Regions from separate parts of the Ovis aries genome. Here all the other regions are linked to region 3. The links are chromatin contacts, called in public Hi-C maps. All regions are on one chromosome and are shown on one strand. The core of a region is the stretch at or near the end of the contact, and the rest is flanking DNA. Distances in the headings are between cores, read along the strand shown.

The links. A called contact is a pair of places that touch in the nucleus more often than the background predicts.
Region 1: a Hi-C map of hypothalamus shows a contact between it and region 3, with 5 times the contacts expected there. The contact joins the promoter of VCAN here to the enhancer-like site in region 3. A contact is called at or near these places in 4 of 16 Hi-C or Micro-C datasets (hypothalamus, skin fibroblasts and tail adipose tissue).
Region 2: a Hi-C map of hypothalamus shows a contact between it and region 3, with 8 times the contacts expected there. The contact joins two enhancer-like sites. A contact is called at or near these places in 2 of 16 Hi-C or Micro-C datasets (hypothalamus and tail adipose tissue).

What each region holds. Positions count from the first base shown.
Region 1 is chr5:80,900,218-80,903,826 of ARS-UI_Ramb_v3.0, forward strand. It overlaps VCAN (versican), which reads left to right and starts at 2,132. Exons shown (of 13, transcript XM_042250732.1): 1 at 2,132-2,395.
Region 2 is chr5:81,000,551-81,004,126 of ARS-UI_Ramb_v3.0, forward strand. The region is part of intron 10 of VCAN (versican); the gene reads left to right. Among named protein-coding and RNA genes, the nearest start is that of TRNAS-GCU, 71 kb to the right of the region's middle. Within about 2 kb of position 1,916, at least 13 of the 54 cell types and tissues checked have an H3K27ac peak or open chromatin away from gene starts, as enhancers often do. A contact at or near this core is called in hypothalamus, where this site is marked.
Region 3 is chr5:80,107,056-80,110,404 of ARS-UI_Ramb_v3.0, forward strand. The region is part of intron 2 of LOC132659837 (a long non-coding RNA gene); the gene reads left to right. Among named protein-coding and RNA genes, the nearest start is that of RPS23, 330 kb to the left of the region's middle. Within about 2 kb of position 1,261, at least 12 of the 54 cell types and tissues checked have an H3K27ac peak or open chromatin away from gene starts, as enhancers often do. A contact at or near this core is called in hypothalamus, where this site is marked.

The sequences.
Region 1 (3,609 bases), core at 882-3,381, 790 kb after region 3:
CGTAGCATAAAGTTGCTATGAGGAGCACTGAAAAGATCACTGGATCAGAAGTCAAGAGTTGTGTGCTGGTAACAGCTCTGCTATTAATCATGTGACTTTAGAAAAAGTCACTTTCTGGGCCTTAGGTTGCTTATCTGTTAAATGTAAAGATTAAAATCCGTTTCTGTTCTATGACTCTCTTATTCTAAATATGTTTCAATGGACAGGAATTTCAACATTGGGAATGGTTGTCTAATAACTGTGTGTGTATGTGTGCTCAGTTGCGTCAGATTCTTTGCGGCCCCATGGACTGTAGCCTGCCAGGCTCCTCTGTGGAATTTTCCAGGCAAGAATACTGGAGTGGGTTGCCATTATCTTCCCGACCCAAGGATAGAACCTGAATCTCTTGCATCTCCTGCACTGGCAGGCAGATTTCTTACCACTAGCACCACCTGGGAACTCCCTACAATAACTGTACTAAGAATAAATAAATCATTGTGAAAACAAATATGTTGATTTCCAAAGCCTATAATTAATAGTTATATCATTCACAGTATTGAACTGATAGATAGATCAATCAATCAATCACATTTTGAGGACTGAAATTCTCCTGACCAATCTTCTACTTGTTTATTAATTAAAATCTATGATCCTGGAGACCACATACAAATTGCAAAAGAAATATTACAACAAGAGTCTAGGCTTCTACAAGTTTTAAAGTATGAACTTAAGTTAACTTACTCAAAGAAATTCAGTGTGAAAACGGACTTTGTCCTTTAATCATCACTGTTATGAGATGTTGAGTTTGATATAATTTTAATAGGGATTTCTTCAGTGAGAAAAATTATCTCATTTTCCATATTTGGAATACTTCTATTTTTGTGTAGAAAGAAAAGTGTGCTATCCACTCCAGTATCCTCCGTGTTAAACTGATAGGCACCTCGGATTTACTTTGTTCTCATTGTATAAACTCATACTTGACTTCAAAGAAAAGGGAAATACAAAGTCCTTCTTTTCTAAGGGGCAGAAATCCTTTGTGTCAACTGGTTGACCCTTGCTGTCAGGTCCTCTTGGAAGGCTTTTGTAGCAGGAGGCAGGGGACTCTTCCATGTGTTGATATTGTTTACGTAGTCCAGTGGACCTGGCTGAGAATAAAAATCACATAAACTCAAGAAAGATTATGGTCCCATTTCCTGACCACAGGGGAGGTGATTGATATATCCAAGGAATCTCGGCTGCTCAGGGAAATTATTAAATATTCTGCCACGAGGGACACTTGGAAAGACTGAGGGAAAGAAAGAAGGAAGAAAGCCGAATATAGCCTTCTGGAGGTTTGTGGCAGGGGAAGAGGATGTGTTTGAGTTTGACAAGGGATTTGCCTCGGGGAATTTCCTGTCCAGCCCCGTTATTAGCAGGGTCTTTGTAGATTGCTCAATGACCCCGGGCTCCCCATTGGGTAGCTCCAGGGGAAGGCAGTGGGGGATTCTTATACTTCCTCTCTAGGTCTCAGAAGGGTCCCCTTGTCTCAGTGTCTCTTTCAGGTTGGCAGAAGCCAGGACTCTGACCCTTGCCTCAAATGGGACAGGCAGGCTCGGTGGCCGCGTAAACACGCTGTAACCAAGTTCTGGGCTAATTTTTACAGAGTTTCGTTTGCTCCCCAGAAAAACCGACGGTACTCAACGGTCTCCTGCGGGCCTGCCCCACAAGAGCCTGGGGGCTCCTTTGCCCGAAGCCAGCACTGGCAGCGCGGGGGGCGGGGTAGAGGGGGTGGGGAAGGGTGGGAGGGCAGCAGTTTCCTCGCGCACTGCGCGATGTTCCTTAGTGAGCCGCTGAATGGGGAGCGCGGCTGTCCCCAAGCCGATTGGTACTTGCTTGTCAGGAAGAAACGCCGAGAGGTGGGAGTGCCTGGGGAGGGAGGCAGGCGGTCCCTACCGCAAGCGCGGGGAGCTGCCTTTCCGCCCCTCTGCCTGCCTTCCCAGCCTGGGCTTTGAGGAGTGGCTGAAGCTGCGGAGCGCTTGAGGAGCCTGTGAATGAACCCTCCTCCTCCTCCTCCTCCTCCTCCTCCTCCTCCTCCTCCTCCTCCTCCTCCTCGCCGAGTCTCCTCCTCGGCGCTGACGGTACAGTGATATAATGATGATGGGTGTCACAACCCGCATTTGAACTTGCAGGCGAGCTGCCCCGAGCCTTTCTGAGGAGGAACTCCAGTCGGGAGGGCGCAACAGCCGCGAACCTTCTTAGGTGCTGCGGTCAGGCGTGGGGACGGGGATCTGCGGCCAGCCCCGCATCCTCCAGCACCATCCCGCACGCTTCCCCGGGACACCGCGCTTCCTATGTAACCCGCCCCGGCAACGCCGAGCCCAATCGCGCAGCGCTGAGGTGAATTTTCCCCCCAAACTGCAATAAGCCGCCTTTCAAGGTAATCACGTTTCTTTTGTTTCCCCTTTAAAAAAAAAAAAAAAGAAAGAAAAGAAAAAGAAAAACTTATAGGAAAAAAAAATCTAGTTTAGAAAAAAAGTAGATTGTGATTGGTAGAAGGCTTTAATTAAGGCAAAGAGAACTATCTTTGAGAAGTTAAGAAAATATAGGCACTGTAAAAAATGCAGGTAACTTTCAGAAGGATGTTTGGAGAGAGGACTACGGAGGGACCTTGGTGCTGAAAAAGATCCAGACAAAAGAAGCCTGGGGTGGGGTGGGGGTAGACAGACTAATGGAATTGGGGGAAGGGAGGGAAGGAAATGCGGAGACCCCCTAGAAGCGTCGAGGGGTCTGGAGCTGGAGAGGACGGAGGGACCCTGGCACCTTGATCTTTTTGTTGTCGTTAACCTGCTCGAGGCAAAAGTTTGAATGGGGACTCCCGAGACTTGCCCACACGCAAATCCCCGAAGCAGCCTTGGTGCAGGCCACCTGGTTCCTGGCCCCTGGTGTGTGGTCAGTGCCCGGCGTTCCTGGAAAGCCGCTCTCGGGCAGCTCCTGACAAGGCGATCCGGGTTCTGAGCGGACGTGACCCCCTCATCCCGCGGGCTGTATGGGAGGTGGTCCGGTCGGGGGGAGGTGCAGGGTTCCCGGTCCGCTTCTCTGGCGACTTGAGGGCTGTCACGGCTCTCTCCGGTGCCCCTGGGTTCTTTTGTCCAGCGCGCCGTGCTCCGGAGCCGGCCAGGAGGGAGCAGGGGATGGGGGTGGGGTGTTTGGAGCGCCGCGGAGGTCTGCTCCGCGCCAGGGCGGGAAAAGCTTGCTCCGAACCAGTAGAGATGTGCAAGAATTTTAGCTCATTCTGAGAAGCGAGGTAGAGGCTTTTGCTTCCATCTTAACCAGCAAGCCAGCGCTTAGGGCGCTTTTCAGACAAAGGTGGCGTGGGGACCCGAATCTGGGGCCTCTAGGATCAGCCCTCTTCGCCCAGACTCCTGTAGCCCTCCTTTTCCTTCCATTTCCCCACCCCTTTCGCCGCTCGCGGCCCTAGTTGAGCAACTTCACTGGCGAGTCTTGCGGCGGCAGAGAGCGAGTGTCGGCAGCTCCGGGGGACGCCCTGGGCTGGAGCGCCCCACCGCCCTGCGGAGGCGTGGGCGCCGCCGGGCAGTATCCCTGGTGCGTGCGGGTTGGGGGGCATCAGGGTTGTCTAGGCTCACTGTCTGT
Region 2 (3,576 bases), core at 666-3,165, 890 kb after region 3:
CGGGAATAATATTCTGGAAAATATCTGAATTTTGCAATTTTTTTTTTTTTTTTAAAAAAACATGGTCGAGCATTGGCAAACTGGCCCTCCTAGAATTGGGAATACTCACTTGCCCTCCTGGTCATGATGCAGAGTTGATGCAAAAAAAAAAAAAAAAGCCAAATTGGTTGTGGATTTGACTTTAACTCTAGAGTCCCCTTTTCTTCTTTCATGAATAAACACCTCAGTCTGTCATGCAAAGTATGGTGAGAAAAAAAAAAACCACAGCTTTTAAAAAGGTAGAAACAATAAAGAAATAGCCTTTAATCCAGGAAGAGACACTTAAAAGGGACAGAGAAAAAAAGTAACAAATTGCAGGCCATAAACCATTATTTTTTTTTCTGCAGGAATGTACCGTTATTACCCTTTTATAAACACAAAGGTTCGTATCCTCCTCCCCCTCCCAGATGTCTTGGACATTGAAAAGAGAATCAAGAGAATTAACTAACTGGGTCTTCCAAGTTTGTTTGTAAGTCTGTAGGTTTGAAGGGACTGAGAATGATTTGGCAGAAAACGATGCAAAACACAACCCCCAAGCCAAAACTTTCAGTTTTACTTTTTCTACCTGAAAATCTTAGAAGACTTCCTGTCAAGTATTTGCAGATGGATGTGTGTTGGCTGTGCTGTGGTTTCAGCTCCAAGTCAAATGCCACTTCCCTGTGAGCAAGTCACACTGCATATCAACAGTAATTTAATTATGTTAAATCTCACAGGCTTCATCACATTATCCTAAAAGCCAAGAAAAATGTATGTTGTTTCCTCTTCCTTTCACACATTGCCCATGAGTAGAAGAATTTTCAGTTTCTTATCCAAAAGACCACTGAACTCTCAGTGAAAATTTTTACTTGTGTTGCAGTTCAGTTTGATTTGAAACCAAGAATTGATTCTTCTGATTCTACCCGTGAGATAGATCGAGCAATATTGTAATTGTAGAAAACAAAACACTCATCTCCTCCTTTCCCTTCCTTGAGTACAGCTGGTTTGTTACAGGCAAACAGCTGGAAGAACCACATTTAACCTCCACCAGATCACTTCATAGTTGACACAATTCCTCTTAAAAAAAGAAGAACCGATCAATGCAGTAGTTCCTTCTCCCAGAGGCTTTTCCAACAGTGCTCTGTGAAACTTGAAAATCACACACGGTTATTTAAATTTAATTGCTAATTAGTTTAAGGCAATGCATAACCAAGGAAAAGGCCAAGAAAATGTTGAATGGATTTGGCAGTTTCACGTTGCATTTGGATCGTTAGCACTTCCTGACTGAAGACCTGTACAAACAAACTTGGGGCGAAGGAACCCACTGGCATCATTCATGGTGGGGATTAAACGCAAGTGGCTTGTGGGGCTGTGCCTGGGGCCCCATCTCCCAAGTGCTCTCACAGTGGGAGGAACTCACATCCTTTGGAAACTGCTGTTGATAATTACTACTTTGTAGGGCAGTGAGCTCACGCTATTACACAAGATTAGCGCTGTGCTCCAAAGCTGGCAGATCATCTCTCCCGCACAGAGACTTGCCAGCTAGGAAAATAGTGGGCATATTGCCACTTTAACAACTATCAGGAGACCCCAAGTTAGTTTTTTTTTCCCTTCGACGTATTCATGTTTGCAGGATCCGAATCCAGGCTGCCAGCCTAGGGCAGGGACACCAAAACAAACGTCTCTTTCTCCTTTAAAACAAAGCTGCTCTTTTCCTTTGGGTAGTTGGACTAAAAGACAACAGCAAAACCATAACCTCCTTTAAAACATAAATAAACAAGGACCTAGACCAGAGTAACCTGAAGCAAGTACCAGGATCAGAAGAGGGTATATCTCTACCTCGAAGTGAGGTCATGTGCCCCGACAATTTAAATAAAACAAAATTAAATACAACCGCCCCCCTTTCCCCCATGGCGCAGACTGAAAACAAATGCCTATTGTGACCAGAGCCATCTAGGGGAAAAAGGCATTTTAAAGTTACCAAATGTTTTGATTTCTCTAATAAGTAGTCCTCCTAAGCTCCTGGCAGATAACCATTTGACCTGTGTTCTGAAAGGTGGAGAGTTGGGGGCGGAGGAAAACCCAGAGTGGTTTATCTGAGTCCTTCATTTAGAGCAAAGGTGGTTTCTTATCAGCATATGTTTCAAAAGGGTAAGCAGTCCTCTAGGGTGGGTGTTTTCTCTTTGGAGTTTGCTTTTATCCTTGTATCCTTGGGCGGTTATCTGCTTACCCCTGGCATCCTGGCATCATCTGCATTTGGCCATGGGAAGAGCAGCAGTGGCCCTACCGGTTCCAGGTGATAAAAGGAGTGTGGACACAGAGAAGTCAGCTTTTAGTACAAGGGTCATGTTTTTATAACTCATCTACATAAGTTTTTAGTTAAAAACAAACTAAATCACACGAAGACATTAACTTGTGTGCATATTGTTGTTCAACAGCTAAGTTGTATCCCTGCTCCATGGACTACAGCAGGCCAAGCTTCCCTGTCCTTCACTATCTCTTGGAGCCTACTCAAGCCCGTGTCCATTGAGCTGGTGGTGCCATCCAACCATCTCATCCTCTGTCTCCCTTTTCTCCTCTTGCCCTCATTCTTTCCCAGCACGTGGTCTTTTCCAGTGAGTCGGCTTTTCACATCAGGTGGCCACAGTATTAGAGCTTCAGCATCATTCCCTCCAATGAATATTCAGGACTGATTTCCTTTAGGATTGACTGGTTTGGTCTTGCAGTCCAAGGGACTCTCAAGAGTCTTCTCTAGCACTACATCGAAAGCATCAGTTCTTCAGTGTTCAGCATTCTTTATGGTCCAACTCTCACGTCCATATGTGACTGCTGGAAAAACCATAGCTTTGACTGTCCAGACCTTTGTTGACAAAGTGATGTCTCCGATCTTTAATACTCTGTGTAGGTTTGTCATAGCTTTTCTTCCAAGGGGCAAATTGTCTTTTAATTTTGTGGCTGTAGTCATGGTCTGCAGTGATTTTGGAGCCCAAGAAAATAAAATCTGTCACCATTTCTACTTTTTCTTCATCTGTTTCCCATGAAGTGATGGAACTAGATGCCATGATCTTAGTTTTTTGAATACTGAGTTTTAAGCCAACCTTTTCACTCTCTATAGGTGCTTATTTTTGATCTACCCTGTCCTAAGGATTTTAGGTGGCTATTATAGATTTGGCTTGTTTCTGATGCAGTTTCACCATTGATGTAAGTCATCTGATAATTTTAAAAGGCCAACTAGTAAAAATAAACTATTGTAGTTGAATGTTTTTGTCAAGTAGAAAGTTTAGATTATAGCTACATTGGCCTGTAGCCAAATAGAATGTAATGGGATTGGTACTTACTGTTTAGTTGAGGTCTATTTTTTAGAAAAGTGTTCTCTTCTTACTTTTCCTCACAAAACTGAAAAGACATAACACAGATAATTTTAATCTTTTTTTTTTCCCCATAGTTTTGGGGGGGATTCTACATTGTTTTATCTGTGACTTAGTTGGTAATTCAAAATATAATGATGGATGGATATCACCACCTAGTGGCCAGATAGTATTTTGCATTTCAAAACTTACA
Region 3 (3,349 bases), core at 11-2,510:
TAAAAATCATTTCCTCTTCTTTGTACATATATTGTTAACTTCACATATTTTAACTGTACACATAATACAACCCCACTCAAATTGCACCTCAGAGAAATTATGAGAGTGATTTAATTAATGTCATTGGTGTGCATTAGAAGCTGACAAAATGGATAAGTCAGAGCTGAGTGAAATAAAAGATGCCCAAAATGTTGACCTGGCCAAGCAAGTGAATCCTAGCAACTGTAAAGAACAAAAGCAGGCACTTCACTGTTGGTAAAAATGCTAGTTGGCCCAAATTATGAAAATCTTTACTAAACCGGAATAAAGCCTGCTTTTTTTGTAATTTGCATCACTAATGTGCTATTACACTGGTTTTTTTGGTTGTTGTTTTGTTTAATATACAGATGCAAGTGACATGTATGAGCTCATGAATAATTCAAAGATCCACTGTGAGTTCTCACCTCTGATTTTCATTGTTCCTCAGCATAGGAGGTCAGCTTTCCATTACTGTCAGAACTGGAAGAATTGTCACTGTGCAATATTATTGTTATTAACATTATTACAAGTGATTATTGTGATTACAAGTGATTATTCTTACAAGTAATTATTAAAATCCTGAATTATCTGGTCTCTAAACAACAGGATGCAACTCATGCATTTTAAAACTTAGCTCAGTGCATCTTAATGTCTGTTAGCTTGTGAAGCTGGACTACCGTTACTGACTGTCCTTGTGCTCTTGTACAGGCTTAGCATAGAAGTCACACTTTCTTAAACAGTCTCTTTCAAATCATAAAAAAATACTAAAACACTTCTGAGAGCAGAGTAAGGAATACCCCAAAAGGGAACCCCAATGACTAAGTCAAGTCAATTGAAGTCTGCAGTTCTTTTTAAAAATACCGTTTTGTCAGCTGGTTGCCTTTATGATTTTAATGTGTTTGCAGTATTGTTTCCAAATCGAAGTACGTAGAACTAATCTGCCTGACTTCCTTTGCTTGTAGAACACTTTGTTTTACTTTGTTAACACATATCGCCTGGTACCCAACCCCCATACACCCCTACCCCACCAAAAAAAAAAAAAAATAACCCACAAAAAAAACAATGAAACAGTGGAATGGTCAGCGATGATTCTGAAGCTCACACAGAAATGAGTGTTTCCAGTGAGTGCCTGGTGAATGTGGAGGCACACCAGCTGCTTGCTCTTGTCTGTTACAGACTGTGGACGTACAAGTCCTGGAACTGCTGTAACCCTGAACGGAGTGAACCGTCTACCACGGCCGCGGCACCGCGCAGGCGCACTGTGGAAGGAGACAGGGCAATCAGAGAGCACAGAGACAGAGGGTGCGTCTCAGCACTCGGCCTGCCCGCTACCGTTTGTGTGCCCTGGGCATGCAACTTAAGGGAGCGGCAAGAGGAAGGGCCCTGACTTTAATGCATTTACTGGAGCAAGAACTTATCCAAAGTTATGCCATTTAATCCGCAAAACAGCCCCAGACACAGATGTTGTTAGCTACATGCTATCCATGGGGACACTGAGCTCGGAGAAGTTGCAACCTGTCACCTTCTTAGGGTGAGGAAAATGTTAATTGGAGGGTGGGTTACTGTAAAGGTTAAGGACATAGGCTCTGAGTCAGTCAGACAGGGGTCCAAATCTTCTATGCTAGTTTTAGCGCTTATTGGCTGTGTATTCTCAGGAAAATTATTGAAGTTAGCTTTATTTTTCTCGTTTCTGAAGTGGGCATATAATCACTGTTTTCTCCTGGGGTGGTTGTGTAAATAAGATTGCATTCAACTGTTTATCTCAGTGCCTATGTTTAATTCTTTAGTTACATTATTATTAATTTATGACAGACATGGAGTTTTTCAAACTCACACATAACAATAATGACTCTCCTCTTTTCTCATATTATAAAATTATTTGTGTCCTAGTGAAATAATGAGAGGAAAGTGGCTTGTAAATGGATGTGTATGCACACTTTTGCGATTGTTCTGTTTCTTATGAGTATGTCCTGGGTCTCCAGTCACAATATAAGCTTCTGAAAAACAAGTCATATTTTCATTTCTTCTAGACCTTGTGTTTCTAATTCAGATCTCTGACAACATAAAGTCCACAATAAACCCTAATTCAGTAATTCTTACCATCATTTATCTGCAGCACTTTTACTCAAATGAGAAACTTATTTCATATTTATTATTTTGGATGGAAAACTATATAATCCAATTTGCTTTATATAGAAGAAGGGTATTATTGAGACCCAAGAATGCCATGAGTCCAACAATCATACCTTTATTATATTATAAATCTCCCCCTTCCACATGTCTTGAATATTGTTCATAGAAACAGAAATCATTTTAAAGGGGCATGTTACTATTTTTAATACCCACAGGTGTTTCATTCTTAAACTCCTTTCTTGCCCACATGAATTGCCAGTCTTACTCAGTACTGAAATAAATGCATATTAATTTTTAGGGTTGTTTATTTTATTTCTGCAGGTGCGTATTAATTTTGGAGTCCAGTTAAGCCTGTCTAGACCTTAAATGCCACCAGAGCTCTTAAACACACATGTATTTTTTATTGTTTTTGTTACGTTCTTTATTATCAGAATTAATGAATGTAGTTTTCATAAAGCTTATTGCTTACTTACCCTGAAGACTGGATTTGAGCATGCTGTTCTGGTCTGCTGAGTAAATTGAGATTTAATTACAGATATTTAATTGGTTATTATGAACTTCATGAACTGGAACTAAATGAGCCCTTCTTACCCATTTTCCGTCTTTATATGCATTATACAAACTCATCCTGGTCTAACTTCCATTCTGTGCAACTTTCACTACCGACTCATGAATCATCACTGCCTAAGGTTTTGATGTAAAACGTGTGTTTGTTGGACAGTCATACAGGGACAGTTCCTGGCTTTTTAAAAGTATATAAAGAAGAGAGATTTATTTGAAAGCAGAAATCAAGGTTAACCTTAAGAGAAATGAATTCACGAGCTAAAGAAGAATATAACCTTCATTTTGGAATTTAGAAATCAGAAACCCCACTCAAAGATTCAAGTGGAATAAAATGTAACTCTAATATCTAGCCATGTTTATTTTCAAAAAAGTCAAATACAAAATGGGATATAATGGAATAGATTGATTTTGGTGGTAGTAGAATATAATATTAAACTGTAACAGTAATTAACTAAAGTTCCATTACCATTCCCTTTAACATTAATATTTTTGGTGTAATATTATGGAAAAAAACTATGTTTATAAACTATATCTACTAAACTGAATTTTAGTAAAAAAAAAAATTTTTTTTTTTGGCATCAGAAACATGTTTATCCTGAAGTATGAAACAAATTTAAAATATTTATGTCATCTT